Linked DNA regions of Zea mays: all the other regions are linked to region 1. A link is a contact called in public Hi-C data. All regions are on one chromosome and are shown on one strand. Each heading gives the region's core, a stretch centred on a gene start, on an enhancer-like site or on the middle of the called end of the contact. The rest is flanking DNA. Distances are from core to core; before and after follow the strand shown.

Region 1 (4,266 bases), core at 446-2,945:
TGTCTCGCCTCGCGCACCAAAGCACTATGTTTGGACCACTGAAAAAACGTTTTTTTCTTATCAAACCACATACACCTTGGTACCAGCACCGCTCTGCAGAAATATAGCAGCAGGGCATGGGTGGGTGGATCGACAGGTAGATTCCCCCGGCTGCGGTACGGCGCCCGAAAGGACGGGACCGTATGCACGGCCGTTTTGTACGCGTGGTCAGGTACGGTACGGGTGGGGAATTTTGTAACGACGGCGCGCACATGGGGTCCCCGGTGGGGCCAGGAGGCAGCGACACAAGGCCTGACTGACAGCCAGCTGGTCTCCAGCACGGCCCAGATTGTCCGGGCCCAGGAAGGGCGCCTAGTCTCAGAGATTCTCGAAATAGAATAATGGGATGGCCTGGCCGCCTGGTCGTGGCCGGCGACCGGCCCAAATGTTAGCGCAGGTAGATTGGATCTGGTGGTGGCAGCCGTATACGCCGAGTAGGCCGTTGGTGCTTAGTCTCCGAGCCGGGGAAGCTTCCTCGTGCTATGGTCGCTCCTTGCCGTCGTGTGTGTGTGCACGTCGAGGTCGAGCTGGTTGAACCGCGCGCACGCCGCTAGTACGCACACGTGACACGCCGCTTCCTAGTCAAGTACTACTACCAGCAGAAAGTGTGGTGCATTCCACCGTTTTTTTTCAGTCAATATACGTACTACTACCCGCAGCTCTGTAGCTGTAGCAAAGCATGGCTAAGCCTGATACCCGACATACTGGATGCATTGGACTCGACGGTTCCTACCCGAACCGACAGACACAACGACGTGCACGGCGGGCGCACCCCCCTGTCTGGCTCTGGCATGCCGCTGAATGTACTCACGAGACAGCTGGCCAACGCAGATCATCCGCGGGTCGCATTGTCGTCGCAAAAGCTACCTTTCCCACCCGGCGACCAAGGCGGCTGCGCCCAAAAGCGCCGAACGCCACAGACCCCCTTGCCGCGCCACCACCCGCCCACCCCGCAGCAGTCGCCGTCAGCCATCAGCGCGAGCAAACCACCCTGCACTCCTGCACCACTGCGCGCGGCGCGGCGTGCCAGTACGTACGTGCAGAGCCGTAGGGCTCACGTGCCGTGCCGCCTGCACGGCTGCTAGGAGAGCAGCCGCCTGGCAGGACGGGCGAAAGCCTGCGCACGAGGCACGACTGCTGCAAGAGCGCGCTGCGGCTGCGCAAGAGTGACCAGTGGACATAGGCTGCTTGGGCCACGGGCGGGAGCTGACTGGCTGCGCCCTACTGCCCCGTGGGCGGCTGCGTCTCTGGCCGGCTGCCGCCGGATGCTGCAGACGCCGGCCCCGGACCGGACGTGCCCAATTTGGCGGCCGGCACCTAGCAGTGGCAGCCTTTTGGGTGTCGTCCCGCAGGCAGGCAGTTTCCTGGCCCAACTTTTTTGACGGGTCCCCGATCCAGGGAGCTGCCTTTTGCAGTCCGGTCCGCGGCTGCCGACGATGGGGAGTGACACTGACTAGACACGCACGGCGGCGCGAGGACGAGGAACAATTCGGGTTTGCTGCTACTGCTGCTGTCTCAAAGTCTGCTGCCACCACGGTCGACGCGGGCACCGCACAACGCAACCAAAAGCCCAGAGCCGTCCGCAGACCATTGGCGGCGTTGGCTAGCATATAAAGCTACTACAAGCCAGCTGCATGCGCACGTTTTGGCCTACCACGTACGTACTTGTTGCGCACGGCAGCAGTTCTTTCGATTCTCGTGTGTCTGATTTCCGAAACCTGTCAAAAGTGGCCGAATGTTGATTAGGGAAATTCGCGCGCTCTTCTGTCCTGGGTAAGGAATGTCTTAATTATTCCTTCCTATTTCCTAATGACGATTGGAGGGTGACAGACTTTCCCTGCAGCTTCCCCGTGCTCGTGTTGGGAGGAGGAGACCACGGCCATGACATGACCAGAGCCTGTTAATGCACCGGAATTCGTTCATTCACATGTGATGTGAAGGGCTTAAAACAAAGTGACACAGTTGACGACGACATGGTGCAAGGCTGCAAGGCCATGCTTGGGTTTTTTGTGTGTCTTGTTTGTGCTGGATAAGATATGGTTGGGAGGACAACACTGGCCGGGTTTATGGAGTGCTTTCGTAGTAGTAGTAGTAGGGCAACCTCTCTCCCGAGAGTCCCGTAGTGGTCATACGAATTAGACCAAAGCGTTCGTATACATGCAATGCATGGTTCAGAGTCTAATGCCAACAAAAAAAAAGAATACGTACTAGCTAGGGCAACACATTTCTAGTAATTCGATTCCGAGACAAATTTAAAACACGTGGTATATATGACAGTTGAATATATAAACCTTTAACCCACACGACTCGTCGAAGCGATGACACACAACGGGCTGTATGCAGCGTCTACCGATATATTTAATTTGTTGCTTGTTTTATATAAAGGCTGTCCTATGTTGCGACAGAAAGTGCATCACCATTCTTCAGATTCTAGAACCTGGATTTCTTAATTCATTCTATATGCACTGTCGTGAATATATATCTTGAGACAAAGCCATGCTCATCATCATTATGTTAACACTCTTTCTATATTGTAAACTCTCTTATGAGTTATCCTTTTCATTGTACTAGCTAGTTGCATGTGTAATAAGACTGTTGTCTGTTAATTTTTTTTTTTAAAAAAACGCTACTGGATTAATTTGCTCAACGTAACATAAGAAAACAAAACTTTCACTAGACCTTCAGATTTTCATGAGTCCATATTGCTGTGCTGCCATCCAGTAGCCTGCGTCGCATTAACCGTGCTCCACGATGTCACGGCTCGATCACACAAGAGAGAGAGAGAGAGGGAAAAAAACGTGTACCCATTGCATTACTCACTCGAACGTCCATGACACCATGATGGATAGCCCGCCCGACAAAAGAGCTCTATATAAACCCCGTAGCCTTTCTCCGTGCCATCACCTCATCATAACTCTCACCCCGGAAGGAACCGTGCTAGCCAAGGCCAAAGAGAAGAAAGCCAGAAGCCAAGAGCTATAGCCAGCGTGGGCGACCGGCATTATCTCCTCCCCCACCTCCCCCCCTGCCGACACGACGCGCCAAGCAGCAGCCTTCGAAGAGGAGGGCAGGTATGGGGAACAGCCTCCGGTGCTGCCTGGCGTGCATGCTCCCGTGCGGCGCGCTGGACGTGGTCCGCGTGGTGCACCTCAGCGGGCGCGTCGACGAGCTGGGCTGCCCGCTCACCGCGGCCGACGTGCTCGCGGCGCACCCCAGCCACGCGCTCACGGACGCGTGGTCCGCGGCCGGCGCGGCCCGCAAGGTCGTCGTCCTGGCGCCCGACTCCGAGCTCAAGCGCGGCCGCATCTACTTCCTCGTGCCCTCCTCCGCGTGCTCCACGCCCGCCGCCGCCGCCGCCGACGAGAGGACGAAGAAGCGCAGGAGCCGCGCCAGCAGCAGGAAGAAGCACGGCCACCGGAAGGGCGGTGGCGCCTCTGTGGCGCCGTCGCTGATGAGCGCGGCGGAGCAGGACAACTACCTGCGCGAGCTCCTGTCGGAGAAGCGGGAGGCGAGCCTGGTGAGCCACCGGCGGCGGCGGAGCGGCGCCCGCCCCGGCGTCTGGCGCCCGCGGCTGGAGAGCATAGCTGAGGAGCCGTCAGAGTAGCTCTGGTTCACGAGTTCTTGTCTCTCTGTTTTTTTTTTCTCTTTCGATCTTCCGATGTGAATACTAAGAATCAGGGGCCGATGAGGAAGCGTTTTGGGTTCGGTCGATGGCCTTCCTGTCTCTGTGTAAAGCATCTCCAGGACTGGCGGGCTGCTTCAGCGCTCTTTGCCTCGGAAGTCGAGTGGAAACTGGAGAGAGAAGCGATTGTAAGATCCAAACCAATCTGTACAAACACAATTAGTTTTGAGTTCCGCTGGCTTTTTCTTTATCTGCAACTGCAAGTTGCTTGCCATTTCATGGGTCGTTGACTCATTGTTCTTGTGCACTTGTGCTCTGTATTCTCTTCCTGAAAGTGCAAGTGCTGGTCTGCTGGAGCCCAGGAGTACCGCACTACTGTTCGCCATGACGCCGTGGATCACGACTCGCAGCCAAACTTAAACCCCCCCATGACATGCTGTCCTGCACTGGTCTGGCGGAGGCCTCAAACCGTGCATCGGCTTCTGAACTGCACTGCACTGCGCCGGCGGCGACGTGTCGACTGCAGCAGCGACGGATCCGAAATCTGCGACAGGTTTATGCCGGGCCAGCTGTCAAGAATCTCTCGCCTTCAGTATGTCTGACTT
Region 2 (4,266 bases), core at 1,066-3,565, 500 kb after region 1:
GTAGGCCCGCGGCGGACTGCCGGGCGCTCAGCTCAGCGATAGATGCGCGGCGCGGGAACGCAAGCGCTGCGCCTGCGCTGCACACACGCGGGCACGGCACACGGCAGCGCCGGTTCGCAGGCCGTCTCTGCCCGGTCGGCCACGCGCCGGTCCAAGGCACAGTGGCACACGCCGCGGTGCCGGTGCTGGTGCCAGTGCCAGTGCCAGTGCCACGCGCGCGCACGGGCGGGCCCGCGGCGCTGGTCAGGTCGTACGCTCCCGGCGTCGCGACTCGCAGCCATTGGGCTTGGGCAGCGGGCAGGGCCGCCCTTGGTCGTCTTCGTCTCCAGTTGGACGAGCGTCGTCCACTCACTGCATGTGACGACGGTCACGGCATGTAGAGCTGGTTCCGGCACTTGCACCGCCACGCCTCCGGGTAGTACTCCGTGGTGACCAGGACCCCCGGCGGCACGGACACGTGCACCGGGTAGCATGGGTTGCAGCTGCCGCATTTGGACGCGCACCGCGGCGGATGCGAGCCCGGGCCGCCCGACAGCAGGCGCCGCCGTCCGGTGTAAACCATCTCCTGCAATCACACGCGAACGAAAAAGAGAAACAATTAGTCATCAGTACTCCCTACCCTATTAGTAACAGGTTCAACCGAGCTAGAGCCCTTTCCTAGCCGACATATGATGGTGTTTTGATTGCCGCAACAGAAAGCATGGTATGGTATGGTATGGTCGCTCAGGGTACGGTGGGCCACCGGGCTCTGCCGCCGTCGGGACGGGACGGGGACGTCGTCATCGGACGTAGGCCGCCGTGAAGCTGGCGGGGTCATCGGACGACAGCGCTGCGTGCTAATACTGATCGAGACCGGCGGACTCGCCGCGGCCCTTCTACGTACGAGAGGCGGGGTCACGATTCACCACCCCCTGCATGGAGATGGACGCGCCCGGCTCGCAGATTCGCAGCTGCTTGGAATGGTGCCGCACCGTACGTGCGATTTAGACATGTCACCTACTACACACATGCATGCATGCATGCTTGCATAACTCTAAGCCTCTACTACAAGTCTACAAGCTAACAACCCAACGCCAAACATGGAGCGCGGACATCCCGCATGATTCAGTCTCTGTGTTAATTTCTTTGTGTTTGATACGGTGTTTAATTTCTTCTTCATAGCTGTACCAACTTCGTTGCACAGCGAACCAGATCGTACCCGTGTCGTGTTCGTTAATGAATGAATGAATGAACGAATCGAGACGACGAACGCACCTCATCGGTCGTCGCCACCTGACCGCCGGGATGGGCTGCTGCCGCTGCCATGGTCCTCCCGCCGGAATCTGTTCATCGAGAGAAGGAACTGGAATGAGAATCATCACAAGGCAGTACAACGTTGCGCGCTACAAAATGGAAGCTGTCAGCTGTGCTCTGCAGCCAGCGGATCATGCGGCTCTGCATCTACTACTGAGACAGTGGGACTTCACCCAAGCTACCAGCAAACCGCATGCGCACTCACCTGAAGGAGGGCGAGCAAATTTTCCCCCGTTCTTTAGAAGATATAGTATTTTGGTTTTGTACGAAATATGAGCAAAGCTAAGCTTCTTTTACGCAGGATCGGAGAAGATTGAACAGAGAGCTAGCTCTGGGGCGGCTCACCTGAAGCGGGGGTGCCGCCACCCACCAGTGTCCCCGCGAGACGACGGCCGCCGATGAAGGCGAAGCAGAGGGAGACGACGAGGGCAACCACCACCGCGACGCCGACGCCCAGCGTCCGCGCGGATCCGGAGCCGCCACTCCACCACCTCGTCGACTGCCTCCCCATGGGCAACGGCGGCGGAATCGCCTGAACTCCCACCCACCGTCCGCGCCGTACCTCTCTCTCTTGCTTTCGCTTAGCTAGCAACGAGCCAACGACCCGGCCGACCTGCGCTGCCGGACGGAACAAGACGGCCACTAGGTAGCTGCAAAGCGCTAGGCCTCGGAGGTAGGTGGATTAGATAGCTCGCTCTAGCTCTAGCTCTATCATCTCAAGCTAGCGTGGATCAGGGCTCGCGTGCTCGAGCGGCTGGAGAAGGAAGTAGCTACTACTATAGCAAGGATCGGAGAGGCAACAGCCAAATGCGTATCCGAAACCCGGAAACGGCCGGGGGGCCGGGCACGAACAGACTCGAGACGACACGAGGGAGGGTGGATGGCGACGACGAGATGATCAGATGAGCGGACGTGAGCGAGGCAGCCTGCTCGCCTCTGGACGGTGTTCCCCCCGCACGCACTGTAGCCGCATCACATCGGCCTGCCTCTGGGGCAACTGATACACAGCCAGCAGCAGCAGGGAGTGCGTGCGCGGCTCCGGCACGCACGGTGTTGGCCTTTAATATCGGCAAGCACGCAAGCGTATGATGGCCTGGGAGGAACTCGGACGTGTGCTCTGGAATGCTGCCACCTAAAATCGCTCCGTACAACGTGGACTGCTGCGGTTCCTTGTCTCTTTTTTCTTTGGTCTTCCTGAGGGCCAGTTCGGAAACTCGAACTCGCTCTCCTCCAATCCTCGAGATGATTTGAGTTTCCACTTTCCATTTCCAAAACAGTCAAAGGAGAACGCTGCCCGTACCCGTAATGGACCTGTAACAGTACTGTACTTTCGGGCTCACATTTCATCTTTATTACACCTTTAGAGTCGATTTGGTGACAAGAGGGTCATTGAGGATTGGAGAGGATTAAGAAGGAATAAACTAATTTCTTCCTCAATCCACTCTAATCCTCCGTGATTCCTGGTCACTAAACCAGTACTTAGGATTTGTTCGGTTGCGCAGGATTTGTTCGGTTGCATGTGAATTAAAGTATATTGAGAGGGAATAAATCTCTTTCTATTAATTTTGATTATGGAGGAATTTAATCTAGACACAATCGAACAATACCTTAATAACCATAATCATCAAGGGGGAACAGTATAATCACACACGTTCCACACAGGGTAGTAGGTAATCATCGTCAAGCTAGGGGGTTAGTTCTGTGTGCACTCGCCACTGCCGATTGGTGTTTCTTTTCTTTCTCTCTCTGTCTCTCTCTCGGTCAATGGGATCTGAGATTTCAGAAGGCGATCTTTTTGGTTCTTGCACGGGGTTAACAGGGACATGCATGGTCTGGACCACCCAGTTGCATGTGTGCGGCAGAGACACACTGTGGCACTCACCAGGCTTGCGACATGCACGTTGATGGCGTCCTGTCCCGCAGGTGGTCCAAGGCGCGCTCGCCGGCGAGGTCATGTGAGTGGCAACCGACCGCGACAAGCCAATGGCCCCGGTCGTCGTCGTCGTGGGACGTGGGGGCTGGGAGGGCTGGGCCGGCCGCTGACAATTATTCTGCAGCTAGCTGTTGGATCCGACGACGAGGATGGAACGGGAAGCCATGAATTTTAATTCCGCCTCTGATACAGCCATAGTACAGGAGGAGTAGTGTTTTCAGTGAATACCATTCGCTCTGATGAGGTGCACTTCAATGAATGCCATTACGTACCATGCATCTCGACGAGTAGTTAAGGATTTAAGGGCAATGCCGAGCAACGGATGCAGCAGCAGTAGGTCCTCCGTCGCTTTCCTCACCATGCTAATGGTGGCCAGGTCGAGCTCGTCGCTCATGTGTTCTCGTTGTCATGCAGAGGCCCTGTTTGGGTGGATGCTACCTGACAGATCTGACGCAGAACGCGATGGATGGGGCGGGGGCCTCGTTGAATACCTGTTCGCTGAACAGTGGTCCTCGATCGTCGTGTGTGTGTCCTCCTACGTTCAGCTGACCGCATTATGCATGGCTGGCCGCGCGCACCGAAACGATACGCCGGAGCCCGGATGCATGTGTGTGTGTGGTTAATCTTCTTCTCCATCTGGGATTTGGTACGAGAAAGAAAGAAAGAAAGAAAGAAATGCGATCGACATGCGTGAATGGGGACAGCATAAAAGGGCCCCGTGCATGATCGGGAAGATCCTGGGATGCACACTTGGCATGCAATCGTAGGATACCGGCAATGCGATGGCGCCGATCGCATCATGCATGCATGTGATCTGCCATTTCATCAACGAACCTTAACGACAGCTGTTCGTGCCGGTGCCGACCATGCGTCTATCTGACTCTGACTAGTCACCTGAGCCGCGGATGCATTTGCATGGCAGCCGATCGACGGCCATGCATCCATACTCCACTGACCTCCTCCAAGAAGACGTGCCGCAAAGCGGAAGCGCCCGGCAGCACACGTTTGCGCGCGCATGCAGATGGCCGGCCGGCTTTGCG
Region 3 (4,266 bases), core at 858-3,357, 400 kb after region 1:
TTTTTTTCTTTTTACATAACGCCGTTAAACCTTCGGCTTCGGTTTCCACCGCCGGTCGTGGTTTTCGCGAGACTGGATCCAAGTCTTGTACACACAGTCCTAGAGCAGCCGCCGCACGGCGAAAATGCTTGTACGTTGCACCGGCGGTCGAGTTACATATATATTCAGAGAGTGCGCGCTTGCATCATACGCCTATATGCTGCACGCAGGCATTAGCAATCATGTGGATGTGCCGATGTGTGTACTGTAGGTATGCATGCTATATATTAACGGGGAAAAGGTGTGACGGTGACAGTGCCATTGAGTGGCATGGCATGCAGTGGACGGCGACTTGCATGCTCGGCAAGTTTCCCCGGCCCGAGCTAGCGCGTCACGGTGACGCGACCGTGATGCCATAAACCGCGGGGGGATCCCCAACGAGTTTTTGTGCCTAGTTCGACTGTTGCCATGCATATTTATTCTGGCTGCTGCTCCGCCGTGGTCCAAGCATACGTGTACGTACGAGTGCAAATATGGCAGAGCTGGAACAAAATCGTGCATGAGCATCATTACTCATTAGAGCATCTCATGAACGGAACACGTCTCTGGAGGTATACGTAATAATTAATTTGGCATATATTTGGGGCCGACGTGCTGCATGTGCACGCATCACGCTGATGCAGGCCGTGCATCTGCAGAGCCCCTGAAATGAATGATGATTATATTCCGAACAGGTAATTAAAGTGCTGACTAGGCTGTGCGAATTGTGATGGATATTATGAACTAATGAACTATGATGGTGTCACTTTTACTGGACGCCAGCTTTCTTCGGCAACCGGGTACGTGCGTGTCCAGGTGAGATATGCTGTTGTTAATGTTGTCTGCCCGCTGCCCAGGTTTTAACAGCATCGATCTGGTGGCTGCGCTGCGCTGCGCGCTGCAGCGCCCAAGGGGGGCAGGAGCAAGAGGGCATGTCTGCATGAATGGATGATGTGACGGCGGGACACACGCAGGCCGAAACGTGTCGGCGATCCTCTGCTAGTTCAGTCGGATACGCCTGCACAAGAAGGCATGCACGATGGTCGGTCGCTATAGATTTTTTGCATCCTCTTCCCCCACAGGCCACAAAAGGCCAGAGCATGCATTGCTGTTTTCGCATGGGACACCGGAGTGTGCCTTACTCGTGCTGTGTGTACGTGTGCCACTCTGCCAGTGTGTGCAGCAGGAGGCTTGGTGGTGATGCCTTCCCTTGTGTAGGCTTGCAAGCCTTCGTGGGGTTGAGATATTAAGGTGCGCGCGATATGGATGCTTGTGGAGCCAGGTTTGGGACTTGGGAGTGCAACGTGGAGTGTAGGATGCACCATGCGCATGTGCACGCCCGCAGGGTGCCTGCGGGCATGCGGCATGCGTCAATCGCCCGTGGACACGTCAAGTGAAGCTTGGCATAAAACCTATTAGACACCCGAGGAAGATGTGACAACAGTGTAGTGCCCAATTCAGGCGGGCCTGGTGTGGCTTCGCTATATATGAGTTTCATCATGACTACAACCTCTATATATGAGTCATGCAAAAAAACTAGGTATAAAACTATACAACAACACTTTTCATTAAAAGCGAGGGTTTCATCTATATTTTATTTTATTCTATATGATATGACAGTGATATAAAACTCTTTAGACTTTAGGACATGTTTGTTTCCCTCCTAGGCTATATAAGTTGAATTGTGATGGAGGGTTAGGAGGTTAAGTATCACTCTGGAATTACAAATAAGCTGAAATAAGCTATCTAATGCTAACTTATTTGTAGTTCTAAAGCGATATTTTATTACTCTCCTACTCTTTCACCTTAGTCCAACTTATACAATCTAGGATAGAAACAAATAGGCCCTAACCCAATCGAAAAGGAGAAGTGAAGCTAATTAAGGAGCCCGCAAAAATAGTCAAATCTACAAAACATATATGAAACGAAGGGAGACTTGAACAGATCTGAAACCTGTGAAAGGACAGACATCAAGCAATGGAGGAAAAAAAACAGCGGAAGCACGGAAAAAACAAGAGCCCATGGGACTAGCCCATATGGACACGGGATACAAGCCCATATGCGTGTTCCTATTCTTCCGCCCAAAATAATTGGAGCCGCATTCATGGAGCGGTGTCCTGGCAATGGATTCCTTCCTCCTATGGGCCACTCATTAGCCCATCTTAAGGAGACTGTATATTGACATATAAAACATTGTTTTGTAATATAGTCTATAAAAACTGTTTATAGAGTGAAATTTAAAATAAAGAGTGAGATAATGAATGAGATAGGGAGGTTTCTGGAGATAGTCTTAGAGTTTCACAAATGGGAAGGCTAGGATAGGAAGTCAACGAGCACATTTTACACATGTGTTCACAAGTAAAAATCCTATAAAGTAGAGGTTTAGGTGTTAGTTTATACCCACGAGCATAGAGCGTGGATGCGGGTCTGATTCTTATCCCTACATATTTTCTAACAGGTATAAAAAATTACACTCGTGCTCGTGAATCCGTGTACGTGCATTGTGTATGTGAAATATTTGTTTATATGCTCACGGCAACTACTGTTATGCAAACAGTCCTTCTGTACAAGCGTGCAAGCAAACCATCTGATCCATTAGATAATGATCCAACCACAGATACAACCATGATTTGTCAGAGGGTTTTTATAAAGATTATTGAGGTGGTGGTGGAAGGGTTTAAGTTTTAAATGTGACCTACGGTTGGAAATAACTAAAAAAGTTAGGAAATAACCACAAAAGGAGGGTGAAATTCACTGCTCTAGGAAAGAACTTGCATCCTATCCACAGCCCAGCGTGGCTAGCGGGTGGCCTAGCAAGACTAGCTCGTAGTGGCAGCCTAGGCGCGTCACAGTGTGTTCGGTGGGCATCCTAGCGGAGCAACATGCATCTGGCCGTGAGAATTTAATCTACATTGAACATATCTATATTAAACTATAGGTTTAGAGCAAATCAAGAATGACATATCATGATTCTTGATTCAATGAACGAAGACGAAGGCTCATCGTATAGGACAGTTTGACATGATCAAGGACTTGTCGGCTTGACGTACAGTTGGTACAGATCAGATCCATATAATAAAGTTAGGATAGAACAGTGTTGATAATGTGTTGAGTAACAATGTGGCAATGCATGGATCCTAGATCCATATCTCAAACCCTTTTGTTAGTAACGAAGGCGTGGGGAAAATGTAGAAGGCTTCGCGTTTCCTACTCGCGACCGCACAATCGTATAGAGAAACGAGACGACGGTGGAATACTCCCTTCTATACAATAAATTTATTGTATAGAGATTTTTTCGTAGGATTTGTTAACCTACCCATCTCCATATATATGCGAGAGTCCAGTTGTTGAGAACATGTCGATCTCGTAAGCTACTCCTCCGGTCCCTCCCTCACACGATAGACACGAAGCTGGAACACGGATTCGCAGCTCAGAATATGCGCGCTGATGTTCAGCAGAGGACCGAGAGCAGTAGAGTACATACCACCAAAATCCCTGTCTCCGGGAGCTGGAACAGCTCCACCAAACAAAAGTTTGCCTAGCTACCAGCCCTTGCATGTACATCCACGCCGTACGGACATGAACGTACGTACGCTGAAAACATCGCAAGCAACAGCGGTGCTGACTTCCGGGTGTTGCGGTTCATGTTGCTTGCTGGCGTTGCGTCGTGACTTATTACATAAAAGCTCTGCAACAGTATATCCACCAGACCCACCTAACACGTACTACCAGTATATAATCGCACATTTTATATAATGACACATTCTTTTTCCCCGGAAAAAAAAACGCAGATGCGACAGAAACAGTACTGTTCTTCGCATGACACGAGGATGACGGAGAATTTAATCGGCCTGCGCGCCCCCATCAAATCCGTGGTCCGCATAGTGTGTGGTGTACGTGTTCATGTTTGCGAGGTCCCCGGGTGTCCGGATACAGCTAGGAAATGTATCGATCATCCACAACAGTAAACGACAAAATTTCCGATGGTCAAAATTGTGGTACATAAGCCTTAAGCTATCGAAAATAGTTTATTTCCAACAATCAAATGGTTATGTCCGACAACATCTGTCCCTCGGTTGTAACGGATCGTAAATAAGGTTATTTTTGACGGTGGTCGTCGAAAATAGCTTATGACCAACTATCGCAAAGGGTCATCGACATTTAACTTAGATAACGACCATAACGACCGATGGTGGGGCCGCGGTCCTTATGTCAGACGGCCCACTGCTAAGCCGTCGGACATAAACT

Evidence for each region. A called contact is a pair of places that touch in the nucleus more often than the background predicts.
Region 2: a Hi-C map of tassel shows a contact between it and region 1, with 3 times the contacts expected there. The contact joins the promoter of LOC100216643 here to the promoter of LOC103630472 in region 1. A contact is called at or near these places in 2 of 25 Hi-C or Micro-C datasets (bundle sheath and tassel).
Region 3: a Hi-C map of tassel shows a contact between it and region 1, with 3 times the contacts expected there. The contact joins the enhancer-like site here to the promoter of LOC103630472 in region 1. A contact is called at or near these places in 2 of 25 Hi-C or Micro-C datasets (leaf and tassel).

Annotation. Positions count from the first base shown.
Region 1 is chr6:164,450,831-164,455,096 of Zm-B73-REFERENCE-NAM-5.0, forward strand. LOC103630472 reads left to right here and starts at 1,696. Exons shown (of 3, transcript XR_002262909.2): 1 at 1,696-1,812; 2 at 1,883-3,849; 3 at 3,997-4,266.
Region 2 is chr6:164,954,877-164,959,142 of Zm-B73-REFERENCE-NAM-5.0, forward strand. LOC100216643 (EPIDERMAL PATTERNING FACTOR-like protein 6) reads right to left here and starts at 2,316. Exons shown (of 3, transcript NM_001348780.1): 1 at 1,639-2,316; 2 at 1,255-1,322; 3 at 1-565. The coding sequence starts at 1,804. The coding sequence ends at 368.
Region 3 is chr6:164,853,549-164,857,814 of Zm-B73-REFERENCE-NAM-5.0, forward strand. No RefSeq gene overlaps it. Among protein-coding and RNA genes, the nearest start is that of LOC100278635, 8.4 kb to the right of the region's middle. Within about 2 kb of position 2,108, at least 14 of the 20 cell types and tissues checked have an H3K27ac peak or open chromatin away from gene starts, as enhancers often do. A contact at or near this core is called in leaf and tassel, where this site is marked.